Regions from separate parts of the Sus scrofa genome. Here region 1 is linked to region 2. Evidence: chromatin contacts called from public HiChIP or PLAC-seq data. All regions are on one chromosome and are shown on one strand. Each heading gives the region's core, a stretch centred on a gene start, on an enhancer-like site or on the middle of the called end of the contact. The rest is flanking DNA. Distances are from core to core; before and after follow the strand shown. Region 1 overlaps PDGFC (platelet-derived growth factor C). Region 2 overlaps PDGFC (platelet-derived growth factor C).

Region 1 (7,282 bases), core at 3,593-6,092, 140 kb after region 2:
ATTTAAGTATAGTTGATTTACAAGGTTATAATAATTTCTGCTGTACAACAAAGTGATCCAGTTACACTTGTGAACACATCCATTTTCTTTCAGATTCTTTTCGTGCATAGATTATTATAGAATATTGGGTAGAGTTCCCTGTGCTACACAGCAGGTCCCCACTGGCTAATCATTCTATAAATCTCAGTGGCCATACACCAATCCCAAACTCCCAGTACCTCCCCCCACTCCATTCTGTCCCCTCTGGTAACACTAAGTTTTTCAGTCTGTGAGTCTGTTTCTGTTACGAAAATAAGTTCATCTGTATCCTCTTTTTTAAATTCTAAATCCAAGACTGAGGCACTAAAGGTAAGGCAACAAAGATAAGATTCCATAACTAGCATGTGAGTAAACCAGGATTCAAACTCAGTTACAGGCTCCAGTAAGTCACTATTATTATTTTTGTTTTGGCCACATTCACCGTATGCAGAAGTTCCAGGGCCAAGGATTGAACCTAAACCACAGCAGTGAAAATACCAGATCCTTAACTGCTAGGCTAACTGGGGAACTCCCACTAAGTCAAATTTTCATACTTCTTCCTCTACGGATTCTTCTCACCCCAAACATCCAGGCTTTCTTGAAAATGAGAATGTGATGCTGGTGGAAAAAACCTCCAGAGTTTTCAGAGACTTCAATCACTTCTCAACATTTAAGAAGTGGAACCACAAGAGAGCAAGTCTGCTCAGGTCCTAACCAAATTAGAGCTTGCATTACAACACATGAGAGTTGCAATCAGATGTAGGATGATGCAGCAGTTAGGGGCATGTATCCTGGAACCAGGCTGCCTCGGCTGGAGACCCTGACCTCAGCCAAGTGGCTCACATCCTCCTCAAATTGGGAATATCCTTAGCCACTGCCCCCATAGGTTTTTTGTGAGGATTAAAAGGATGAATGTGTGTTAATCATAAATTAATGCCTACCTAGTGTACAGTAAGTACCCAGTAAGTATTAAGTATATTTATTGTTAAATAGAATTTATTTGAGTACCATATGCTCCTGTTCAAAATAAATAGGGCCAGTCATCTACTAAGTTAAGCTGTTATAATATTCTTCCAACTCAATACAACCTTTGCTTTCTTCTCTTTTGTTGAGTTTAAACTCACTGTATGTGGTGTAAAGCTCTTGTGGTTATAACTTATCATTATTAAAAATGAACAATAAAACTCCTCACAAACTCCTATCTTTGACATCCTTTCCAGGTAAAAATCAAGTGATGTGACTGTGGTACCTAAAACAGCAATGAACAAGTAGACTTGGGCCCTTTAAGACATCAATACAGGCCACAGACGGAGATGCCCATCCAGACCCTTAGGCAAGAGCTTCAAGCTTCCTCCTTACAACTCAGTTACAATGCTCCACAATTCTAAAAGCTCTGATTTCAGAACATATCAAAAATCTGACCACTCACCTCCTTTATTCTGATCTAAGACACTATGTTCTTCCTTCCTGCCCTGTAGTCTATTCTCCATCCAGCAGAAGTAACAGTCTCCAGAGAGTCACTACTCATCTTGCTTCAGCCACCCCCATGCATGCCATGTTATCATCTCATCCTGTTCCAGCCATCCCCTTGCTGTCCTCATGTGTGCCATGTCTGGCACAGTCCTTGCCAAGGGGCCTGCTTCTCCTGCTGGCCCCTTTGTGAGGCCTTCTCCCCATCCCCTCGAACCCTAGCTCAAAACCACCTTTGTGAAGGCACCATGAGCTATTCTAAACTGCGGCACCATGAGCTATTCTAAACTGCAGCACCATGGTCTAAGCTCACACACTCCTCATCCTCCAATACCCAGCCCTGGTCGTGCCCTATGACACCAATAGCTTCCTTCTGTGTCTATCATTCTTCTCTCTTCACTAGAATGCAAAGTCCACAAGGTTGGAGTGTTACTGACATTGGTCTTTGGACTCTTTAATCAATAGAAATTGATAAGAGGCCAGAGGAGAAGTTCAGGCAAGGCTTATTGTGGCTCCTGCTGCAGCAGGAGGGTTTGAAAACAAGTAACAGAAGCCCCTGCTCCTAGCAGGGGTGGGGCATGCTGGTCCTCTAAATGGGATGAGGGTAAAGGTAGATCCATGGGTCCAGCTGGAAGGGTGGTTTGGGTGGTCTACCCACCCCCTTTATGATGCTGTTTGGAAGGATTATGTGCAGGACCCTGCTTTTGCACTCTAGAAGTGGCTGCTGCTTTGTGGCCTTTTGTATACTATAATTTGCCCCAATTGCACATGCTTGCAATTATTTTTAGACCTTATCATTTCCTTGTATCTGTTGCTGAAGGAGATGTTTGTCCAGGTGTAAGCACTGCAGATATTTCAGCAAAGAGTCCCAGACCCCAGCCTGTCTCAGAGGTTTCAGGATATTTTGTCCATCGCTACTATCACCTGTGTCTAGCATTGTGCTGCCTATGTAATCAATGTTCAGGAAATGTTTGTTTAAGGAATAAATGACTGAGGGCATCCTATCTGCATCCCAGTTCACCCCTAATGAAGAGTCTAGACCTCTCCTAATACTTCAAAATAGAAATGCATATATAATCTCAGTAGTGAAAACTTAAAACAGCAATACATTTTCTCCTGCACAAAAATCTAAATCAAAATCCAAAAGATTTGGGAGTTCCCACTGTGTCTCAGTGGTAATGAACCTGACTAGTATCCATGAGGATGTGGGTTCAATCCCTGGCCTTTCTCAGTGGGTTAAGAATCCAGCATTGCCATAAGCTGTGGTGAAGGTTGCAGACCTGGCTGACATTGCTGTGGTTGTGGTGTAGGCCAGCAACTACAGCTCTGATTTGACCCCTAGCCTAGGAACTTCCATATGCCATGGGTGTGGTCCTAAAAAGACAAAAATAAAGCACCAAAGATTTAAAAGAAAAAAAAGAAAGGAAGTGGCATAGCAGGTTAAGGATCCAGCACTGCTGCAGCTGTGGCTCAGGTTCAGGCTGTGGCCCAGGAAGTTCCATATGCTGTGTGTGTGGCCCAATAATAAAAATGTTTTAAAAAAGACAAGACAAAAAATGAAAAAAAAAAACTTAACTCCAATTTATAGAAGTTAAACAACCACTGTCTCATTTCCGAAGGTGGGGGGGAAAAAAAACCAATACACATTTATGAGTTTGTTGATTAAAGAAATCAATCCCTCTAGTTAAAGAGGGCCTTCTCCCTGAATGTTACAGTTTAGCTCAGGAGGTGGATGCAAGGACCTTATACAATGAAACTGCAGGACCGATTGACAGAGCAATTACTCATGTGGCCTGGATGCTGGCTAACAGCTCATAATCTTGCAGAAAACACCTTGGGAATTTTAATGACCATCCAGACTGAGAAGCAGTTTAGTTTCCATTCTAATGTGAAAAATATCTAATCTGGACCCCTCTCTATTCTGGCATCTACTCATGGGGATCATATGACTCCTGCATCATCCGGCTCATTATCCCTGGCTTCCACACAGGACCGTACCTTATCCCAATCAACTGCTGAGGATGAAGAAAACAGAACTCATATTCTCTCCTCTTCTTCTATTTGGTTTGGTACCGTTTATCATTCCCCCAACAGGATGCTGTAACCTTCAAAGTTTTTCTTGTAAACTACAGAGGCATGTATTATTTATGTAAGAAATGGATAAAATAGGTTATATGCTACCTATCAAAAAAGCCCATAGAATATGAAAAAAGGAGTAGAGTGAATCCGCAGAAAGTATTCTTAATGAGTATCATTCACACTGGACAGGGAAGATATAGAGAAATATCATTTTAAACATCGAGAAATTTAAGGTGAAATTATAATATGTCTCCTTATCTACCACAAAAAATATAGAATATGGACCCAGACTGAGGCAAAAATAATAGCTCTGGTTGCACAGCATATAAGAACTAACCTGAAACACAAAATGTAGAGATCAGAAAAAGAGACCAACTCATTTAAAAGAATGTTATACAACATTTCACCCCAGATGATGTCATTTATTTAGCAATGAAAATCATAAATATGTCAGAGTAAGCTTTTGATCCTCTTTGAAAAATGGGAGTTCCTGTTCCCTCAGTGGGTTAAGAACCAACATAGTGACAGTGGGGATGTGGGTCTGATCCCTGGCCTCACTTAGTGGGTTAAGTAGGTATTGCCAAAATCTATGCTATAGCTTTCAGATGCAGCTCGGATCCTGCATTGCCATGGCATGGCGTAGGCCGCAGCTACAACTGCAATTTGACTCCTAGCCTGGGAACCTTCCATATGCTGCCAGTGCTGCCATTAAAAAAAGAAGAAGAAAAAAAAAATGAAAGACAGAAATCTGAAAAATAGTCTTGGTATTGTTTCTTCATTTAATGAGCTTGCAAATTTTTTTTAAGCAACAAATCCTTTTTTCTTAGGCAACAATGAGCTTGAATTTGCCAAGGTCACTTAAAGGCAGAGCTCCTAACTTTTATCAGGATCCACCTCCTTGTCATCAGGACAACCTGAACTGAAGGGCAGGTCAGGATGTGGCCCTGGAGCCAGGGCGAGAGCTAGCCTTGCACTCTGCCCTGCTGCCAAGCCCTCTGTGACTCAGAAGATGACTTCATCCCCCAGACAAGAGGAGAAATCCCCTGACAACATCCTACCCAAGACACTCCCAGAGCCTTTCCTGGATTTTTAAAGATTCTGGTCACCCTGAACATGTCCAGAACAAAAGCATTAAAAAGACACCCTCAAGTCTACCTCAGAAGGTCAAAATAATTTTCAGAACTGCTTGAGTGAAGAAGGCCAAGGCCCAGGGCTCTGCCAGAGAAGGCTGGAAGGAGGGCTGTCATCACGGCTGAGATGGCCCCACCACATGGCAGGAATGAGTCACCGCAGAAGTCTCCAGCCACGGAAGGAAAGGAGGTCAGCAGGATGGACAAGGCATTGCCCACTGATGTCGTCCGATTCTTGCCACTAGAAAGTAAACAGGATGGAAGACCAAAGGGGGAAAATCGCAGCAGCACACACCAGCTCTGCCCAGAGGCCCTTCACTCAGGATCTGTGGATGCACAGCTGCTGCCCCAACCTTCCACCAAGGGCATCCCAACCCTCTACAGTTTACAGAGGGTTGCTGTGGCACTTGCTTCCCTATGCAAACCTCCACATCTACTTCCCTACTCAAAACTCCCTTTTAATTTAGATTTTCCTCTGAGATGGCTGAATCTCAGAGGTCAGTGCACTTGGAGGGGTTCCAGACTCAGCAGGCAGAAGTTTTTCATTCACACCATGGACTATAAGAATTAAACATCAAAATGAAGGCATGGCCATGAAGTATGAGGGCAACATGAAAAAAGGAGATTCAAGAAATGTATCATTTGTGCAGTTTGTTATTTGGTTTGTTAATTGGTTATATGATTACCAATTTCACTGCTTTTGTGACAGATATACTGCTGAGTGGGGATATCCCAAAATAAGTATCTTAACTGAGGCATAACTTGAACCACAGGCTTCAACCAAGTCATCACTGCTAGTCTTTTTTTTCCTCATTCCCCTAACTCGACCTTCAGTGTCATAAATACAAACGGTAGTGTTTCTTCCAAAACTAAAACAGTATTCCCTAGAGCAGAGTTTTCTATGTGCTTTATACCTGGAGTTTGAAATAATTTTTAGTCTCAAATTTCTAAAAAGACAGTCACAGAACAAATATCATATGATAGTACTTAAATGTGGAATCCGAAATATGACACAAATGAACTTATCTATGAAACAGAAACTGACTCACAGATACAGAGAACAGACTTGTGGTTGCCAAGAGGAGGGTGGGGGAAGGATGGACGGGGAGTTTGGGATTAGCAGATGCAAACTATATATAGGATGGATAAACAATGAGGTTCTACTGTAGAGTAGAGGGAACTATATTTAATATCCTGTGATTGACTATACCACAATGGAAAAGAATATGAAAAAGAATGTGTGTAAATACACACGTATATGTAAAGAATGTACATATACAGATATGTAAGTATAACTAAATCACTTTGCTGTACAGTAAAAATTATATTTTAATAAAAAAGAAAATCCACTTGCATAAGATGAAAATATCTGAACTAAATATCTTAAAATAAATTTTTAAATGGGGGGGAACCTAAAGTGTGAGAGTGTGCCCCTCAGGCAGGGCCATGCAGCCCTGATGGAAGCTGCCTGACCTGAGGCCAGGGGCAGGTCCACCTGAAGGTCTGAAGGTCCTGCTGTACATAGAAAAAGGCAAGTACCCTATGCTTCTCCATCCGCCAGTCTGGGTGAACAGGACTAGCAGGATTCTGAAGTCCACACAGACCTCAGATCAGGAGTACCCTAGGATCATGTAGCTGTAGGAAGGCAGGTCTTGTGCGGTTTTTTCATCCTGGTTTATATCACACACTCGTCTATAAACAAAACAAAGCCCATCGTGTGCAACCTTGTGGCATGTTCCAGATGTTTCTAACAAGTGTACAAAAAAATTTTTAAAATCCCACAATATCTTCTTGATCTTTAAGGCTTAAGAGCAGGATGTACAGCCTACATGTTAAGCTTAAAAAAAAGAAAAGAGAGAGAAAGAAAAAAAAACCCATATGGTGCCAAATGCTGGCAGCTCACTTCTCTCCTCCCAGACAAAACTCTTAGGTCTTGTGAAAACATTCCTTGTAAACTGCCAAAAACAACACAGATCATTGTGGTGGATGGCTCGCCCTTGCCGACTGCCACAGAGGCCCCCACTGCCCTTGACTGTAGCCACATCCAGCCTCCAGGATAAACCAAGGGCTCTCAACCCTGAAGGGCCACCTTGAGAAATGCCACCTCCTCGCTCCTAAAAGCAAGGCTTGCAGCTTACGTGTGTTCCTTTACAAAATGTTGTATTGTTTGTACTGGCTCCCCCCTCATTTAAATTTGGTTTCCAAAATTAGTACAGCATTGTTTCTCCTATGATAGTAATGTGAGCTTACTACAGAGATTTTTTTAAAATATTAAATGTATTGCAGAAGGGAAAAGACCAGCACCCTCACTGGTTTGCTAGAGCCCTTGTAGATAAAACACTAAGAACACCCGAGCATGTTTTCTTCTACTTTCTGGATCCACAGGCACACGTAAAAGTATTTATAATCCCAACTTGTCTTTTCACCTAACATGACATGTGAGCATTTTCCCGTGGGGAGACAGTATTTTGATCACCTCACTCTACCCCTTGAGTAACAGCAGCTTTGGATAATTCCCAGCACTTCTTCTGGGAGGTTGACTGCTCTGCTGGCCACTGCCCCACAGCCCAACCAGGGTCAAGTTC
Region 2 (7,205 bases), core at 2,009-4,508:
AAAATTAATAACTCCTCTGGCGATCAGTCATGCATTCCTCAATGGCACCTCAGGCTTCAAGTGTCCTTCCGCGCCCTCCCCACAGAAACCGCACACCCTCTGCAGCCAGCATGGCGAGCACCAACTTCGCCCCTCACACGCCCTTTATAAGCCCTTTACAAGACAGCTCTTCAGAAAACACAGCTGGGCTCACAAAGTGGCTGCAAGACTCATATTCACTCCCTCGCATACTTCAATCTCTGGACATAATTTTGCTAATAAGAATTTTAAAATATGGGATACCCAACAGGTGCCATTGATTATACATATCAGAAAAAGAAAAAAGTAAAAATCATGCAGATAACAGAACAGATTTGGAAACAACTTAAAGGAAGATGAGTCTCAAGAGGTTGATTATGTTAAAGGAATCTTCAGTTCATTCATCCCCTGGCCCCCTCTTTTCAGGAAATAAAGAAAAGAAGACTAAAATATATGGAGTCAAATGGGTTGGTAGCTCCAATATCTATTTCTGCTCATCAAAACTGATCCATTCATTGAATTGAAAATGAGAGCAAATAAACTGTTGAAAATATTGTTTTTTGCTTCTGATCAAAAAGCTTAGATTAAAATTCTTTAAAAATATAGTATTCAATAAAACCATTCTTAAAAAAGCAGAAGTAGTTTAATCAATCTTCAAAATATTAATCAGATTAAAGGAAAATCTTCAAATCTCATACCATTTTAAAAAGTATGGACTACAACTGATATTACACTCAAGAAGAATAGTTCTGTATATAAAGAATAAGGCCACTAAAAATATTCATCTCTGGTTTTGTGCATTTTATTTCAAAAACAGGTAAGGTTTTGTGAAGTAACTTCCTGACAAAATATGTGAAATATTTTACATGGAGGCTGAAATTCTTTTAAAAATAAAACTTTTAAACAGGTTTTTTGATACTGGAAGAAAAGGTACTATTTTTCATCCTTTGTAGGTTTCTGAACCTTTTAAAATAATGATGCTTATGCTACAGTACACAGAGTAAAACATACATAAACGATTATAAATTACTCCAAAATTAAACAAGAAATTTTCTTTTCTTTCTGAGAGATCTGAAATGTGTGCTGAGCTCTCAATGTGTGTGGCCTCTAAACAGAAACGAACTTGCACTGTTTTATTTCAGATTTGCTTCATTTCTTCCCAAACAATCTCTCCCTGCTAATCTAACAGGCCTTTTCCCCTCTCCTAGCATGAAGGAAACAAAAATCAAAGACATTATTAGCAAATCCTTATGCACCATCATAAAGCTGAATATATATCATTGGCATCAATTTGCATGGATTTCTTTTCCATTCTTTACTAATGGGGTATGACCAGGGAATATATATTTCCATAAATAATTCTCAAAAATGCGTAGTAATTCTAAAATTGTAAATTTATATAGTGAAATCTAATATTATTTTTTTTAAAGCTACAAACACCTAGCTATAATTTCAGGTAGACATCGTATGCTAAAGTTTTTTCTAAAGTAACCCTTACCTTATAATGTCAATAGGCTGAACATAACATGGAAAGATAAATTTTATTTATGTCTTATGCTAAGGTATCTGGGAGTCAAGAAAATGATACTGAAAACAAAGCATTACAAAGGAAAGTAGATCTACATGTAAAGTATATATAAAATAGATCAGCATCACTTTCTTCAAAATAGTATGCTGATCCCTTGTTTAACGATATATTCTCTCATTCATTAGTTTGAAGAAAAAAAGTGGTTGAATCATATTACAAAGGTGAATATAATTTTTAATGTCAACATGGGCAGCAAAAGCTGTTTCTGAGAATTTTAAATGATGCAATAAAACTCTCCTGATAAGATACACGGTAATCAGAATGTCACTGTCTGAAAGGGAGACTAGAATCAAATAGTCATTCATGCTCCCAAAGAAGGCTGCAGTTCTCTCTCTCATTCATTGAATATAAAGGATATTAAAATAAACTTTCTTGGAGTTCCTTGGTGACTTAGAGGGCTAAAAATCTGGATTAGTCACTGCTGTGGCTTGGGTTCAATACCTGGCCCAATAACTTTTTTGCATGCCACCACAGGTACAGCCAAACCACCCCCACCTCCTAAAATGAAAACAAAAACTTTATAATTGTCCAAGGAAAAAATGAGAAATGAGATTAAACTCAACATTTAGTCTATCTATAACAGATGTAAAATATTCATTAAGATAATAAAAAAGAAGGTAAGGATGACTATACACATCAAAGCTTAGAGCATCATAAATAGGCACTAATTTAACTACCCTAGATATTCCAGCCTCCTAACAACAACAAAAACAAAAGATACCAGTTTAATTATTTAAGGAGGGCAAGACTGTGTCCTTAGCAATATAGCCTAATACACAAGGACCAAGAGAATATCTGCTGTCATGACTGCAATTTTTCAAGTTTTCTGGTTTATGAATCATCACCGTTGTGCAACATATAACAAGTGAGAAGTCAGCACAACTCCACAGGGGTTCAGACAACCCCCAGGGGTGGTGGCGGAGTTTCCGTAAGACACCACCGAGCAGCTGCACAGCCGCAAACCTCAAGGCAGGAAGTTAACAGGCCACTCAGGACTTGGGGTTAATATCATGTTATCACTACAAAGTTTAGAAGCCAGTGACTCCTAGGGCCCTACTTGGCAGGGATGGATTTGCAGTCAGTGAGACGATGGCCTCTGGGGAGCTGGGTGTGCTAATTATGAAGTTCATCTATGGCAAAAAAGAAAGAAAAGAAAAGTATGAGAGATGAGCCAGGAACTCGAAGGGGCACTTGCCCCTGAGCAAATGTCACAGAACTTTAAAGTCTACTCTCCAAAAGGTAAACTTTCTTCCCTGAGGTTTTCCTTCACTGATACACAGATAAGACTAATGGAGGCTGGTAGTGATGCTGTGGGGAGGGGGGCCAGCACGGAGGGATGCCATTCAGCAGCATCCAGTGATAATTTGAGACACTCTGCGAGCAGAATATCTTCAGGCAGTTACCAAGAGCAGAATGAGTATGTGTTGCATGGGAAGAGGGATGGAAGTAAGGAATCAAGACAAAGGATTTCTGAGGAAGTAGCAGGTAAACTGTCAAAACAAACTTAAACAAAGAATCAAAGTCTGTGAAACTGTACAATTCATGTGTTGATAATCATTCCAGGAAGCAATCTAGCAAGATTAAAATCACCAAGTCACACTGATTAGGCAACACAGGAACAGACTGTCACATCCTCTGGTTTCTCCCCAGCCTACTAGTTTTCTAAGCATAAAGCAAATTAGCATAAGATCTCTGTGCTGTTTCCCCAGGGGTCTCATGTTCTGCAGCCAGCACCAGCACAGAGCAACTGAGTTACCAAGAAAGACATGGTGCAAGAGAGGCCAGGAGAGGGTTGATTCCTAGCCCCTCAAGTCCATAATTACAACTTATTAAACTATTTCAACTAAAAATGTACTGAATTTAATTTTAATGATGCAACCAGTGATACACTTTTTACCCAAAGTCTCTCAGATGCAGTTTCTGGCCTTAGTCATGGTGAATCTCTGGTAACAGGTCAAACCCAGCTGGCAGGGTCATTCTCAGCACAAAGGATGGATGGTCTTACAATAGATCCTTATGGGTCTTTTTTTTTTTTTTTTTTTTTCTTTTTTCTTTTCAAGGCTGCACCTGTGACATATGGAAGTTCCCACACTTGGGGTCAAATTGGAACTGCAGCTGCTGGCCTTCACCACAGCCGCAGAAGCACCAGAACCAAGCTGCATCTGCAACTTACACCACAGCTTGTGGCAATGCTGGATCCCTAACCCACTGAGCGAGGCCAGGGTTCCAACCCGCGTCCTCATGGATACTATTTAGGTTCATTACCACTGAGACATGGCGGGAACTCCCGATCCTTATGGTTCTTTATCTCATCTCCAGGCTCATGAATCTGACATATACTTACATAAAGAAACACAGGTATCGGTGAGCCCATTGTTAGTTAAGCTGGGGTGTCAGAGTTGTATGATAAACTCAGGGTTCAACTACTTCCTGAGAAACTATCATGGTGCCAGAATTGTGCTAGGCACTGTACATTTGCTGTGTTTTTGTCTTCACATATTTTGTTTATTCCATACCACTCCGTGGGTTACAGAACCAGATAACCCATGAGAAGTATAAAATCAGAGAAAGACAACCCTTGGTGTCGGAATAGATGTTTTCAGCTTTCATGTCTTATTCTGTGTATAAGCATAGATTGCTATTAATATGACAATGCTAATTCCTTTCAAACACAAATATCTTCTCAATTTCAAGTTTATTTTCGTCACAGGTTAGGCATAAAACAAACTGTTGCTATGATGCAAGGCCTACCATTATGTTTTACAGTGAAACTTAATTTTTCATATTGAAATATTTAAGAACATTAGACGTGTGGAAACCCAAACTGAATATGAGCTTTATAACTTTGTGAAAGTGTAGACCCATGGCTCCTGAGGCCATTTTAGATTTAAAACAATTATTAAACTCATAAATTCTGTGAAGCAGCGTACTGTGAAAGCATGATAAACAGATTCTCAGTGGCCTTATTAATACAGATAATCACACTATCGAAGTGTTTTTAAATAAGTTCATTCTTCTCTATTAACACCTTTCTTTTCTGGTGAAATTATTAAATTGTATTCAATTTAAATAAAAATGTTAAGTTGTTAAATTAAGAAAAATTTTAGACATTAATAAAGGAAATGGAATCTTTACTGGGCAAAGTATTCTATAATGGAATAGAGATGCAGATATCCTAAAAAAAATCCATAGAAGGAAATTGATCAATATAAATTCGTAGCCTATATGTTAGGGATATATCCCTTAACTTCAATTGTACACAATAAATTATCATTTTCAAACTTCAATTTACATTTCGTTTCTTTTTAGCTGTATTGCAAACAATAAATTCAACAATTTAATCAGTTGCTTAAATAATATTCCACAAAACTGAATTTGGGCAATCAAAATAGGAAATTTCTGCTTAACATTTACAATATGGATATAATATATAAAGTTAAATATTGATTTCATATATTCTAATTTGCCTCATGAATTGCTAGCTTGCAGTGTGCCTTGCTTTCATACCCAATAAGAATATTCGTGTTAATGAATACATGTAGCTCATGACATACTGTGTTCCCAGAGTGTCTACTAACTTGATAAATCTGTTAAAATAACATATGATTTTAATTTCATATTATTTTATATTATTTAAAATAACAAATGATTTCAACTTTATATTATCATATTTTAAACTATATTAGATAACATATCTGTATACGTACTTCTGAATTACTATTATAAGCAAAATACGGTAAAAATGGCAAAAGTTTTCAAAATTTTTGTTGTAGTGCAACAAATATATAGAAAATGAAATGATACATTAAATAAAATGTTTAAGTGATTGTGATACAAAAAAATACAGTAACAATTATAGTTAAAGAAAACAGGTGTGTTTCTTAAGTTCCCATAAGAATTTCTAAACTTCCTTTTAGGGGCACAGAGACTATAAATATTATTTAAGCAGGACAAATACTAAGTAGGAAAACTGAGATAACTACTTTTTAAAAATATATTTTACTAAACACTAATTTGAAAAGAATATTTAATAAGTTCACTTTTCTCCAAAAAAGATAAAAAAAAATGTTATGCACATATTTAGTGGGCACAGAAAGGAGTAATGACATTTTAATGTGGGTGGCAATTACATATCGTATAAAATCATAGATTTTACAGACACTAATTATCTATTATGACAAATTCCAGTTATTTGTGATAACTATACAGACATTTATGACCAAAAAAAAAAAAAAAAATCAAGCAATGGAAGGGTTTTTGGCTCTTGGTTTTCCAAAATCTCTTGTTTAAAAGGAGAAAAAAGAAGTAACCAAAGAAGGAATCCAAATGCACAAGAGGGTCTCTAAGTGGTACTTACTGGTGTGACGATGTTGTAGTGGATGCAGAACCCTGGTTCCGAGGGAAAATATTCATCAGATACAAATCTTATCCTGATTTGATTTCCTTTCGAAATCTGCTTTCCTGGAACTGTGCCAGAACCACACCAGCGCCCCAGTATGGTTCCATCACTTGGTTCTTCCACCTCTACAAAATCATACCTGCAAGATATTGAGAGAGAAGAGGCATAAAACCACGATGAGTTATTTCAGCACTTCAAATTCCATGTCCATGGGGGCAAAGAATCTAACCATGGACTACAGCCGTGAGTTCATCCCAATTTAACTGCATAGACAGAATAAAATATTCCACAGAAGAGACACAACTGAAAACGCATTCCCAATTAAAGAAATATGAGTCTTCTATTAAGCCCTACTTCTTTAAAGAGCCATGTCAAAGTTCATGTATTTTGTATGGAGCAACCATCTCTGACATTCAATTCATGAATTATTCAATTTAACTTCCATTTGGATATGACAGTATTGCTCCAATCTTAATTCCCATCATTACTGCCCATTATCTTCCGGCAGTAACCCCCTCACCCTAATCAGACTCCCTGGCTCCCTTCCCTCAAGTGTGTTTCAAGATTTTTATGGAGCCACTTCACTACATACACATCCTCCCAATGTCACTCCACCTGTCCTACATGGCCTCCGAGAGCCATTTCTGGGTGTTCTCAGCTCACCTCCATCTTCCTCTCTTTGATAAACATATATTTTCAATATTAACCACAGATATACAAGTGATCCATTTTGTTAGATAAGTTATTAAACCCTTGAAGAAAGGAATCTTTACATACTTCATTTTACCCTGCCCTACACACAGTGTTTAAACCTAAGGAAGTAATATTTTTCTAACCAATATTAACTTGGGTTTGAAACTTTCCATCAGTGGCACTCATCAGGAGCAGTGTCGCCCCTTGAAAGAATGTTTCAGAAATGTGCAGAGGCCAAGCTTCCACTGTGGTGCAATGGGATTGGCAATGCTTTGGGAGCACTAGGACTTGGGTTCGATCCCTAGCCTGGAACAGTGGGTTAAGGATCTGACATTGCAGCTGTGGCTCTGATCCCTGCAGGGAGCTCCATATGCTATGGGGTGGCCAAAAAAAAAAAAAAAAAAGAAAAAGAAAATAAATGTGCAGAGGCATTTTAGGTTGTCTCAATGACGGGGGTGAGGAGGGCAAGGTCCATGGACTTCCAACAATGGAGAGGCCCCCTAAATG

The links. HiChIP or PLAC-seq counts read pairs in DNA pulled down with a chosen protein or histone mark.
Region 1: an H3K27ac HiChIP or PLAC-seq map of alveolar macrophages shows a contact between it and region 2. The contact joins two enhancer-like sites. A contact is called at or near these places in 1 of 47 Hi-C or Micro-C datasets (embryonic fibroblasts) and 1 of 2 datasets of contacts at active chromatin or transcription factors (alveolar macrophages).

What each region holds. Positions count from the first base shown.
Region 1 is chr8:45,774,994-45,782,275 of Sscrofa11.1, forward strand. All of the region lies in intron 1 of PDGFC (platelet-derived growth factor C), which reads right to left. Among named protein-coding and RNA genes, the nearest start is that of PDGFC, 30 kb to the right of the region's middle. Within about 2 kb of position 4,843, at least 33 of the 83 cell types and tissues checked have an H3K27ac peak or open chromatin away from gene starts, as enhancers often do. A contact at or near this core is called in alveolar macrophages and embryonic fibroblasts, where this site is marked.
Region 2 is chr8:45,637,638-45,644,842 of Sscrofa11.1, forward strand. PDGFC (platelet-derived growth factor C) reads right to left here. Exons shown (of 6, transcript XM_021101285.1): 3 at 5,964-6,144. Among named protein-coding and RNA genes, the nearest start is that of PDGFC, 170 kb to the right of the region's middle. Within about 2 kb of position 3,259, at least 24 of the 83 cell types and tissues checked have an H3K27ac peak or open chromatin away from gene starts, as enhancers often do. A contact at or near this core is called in alveolar macrophages and embryonic fibroblasts, where this site is marked.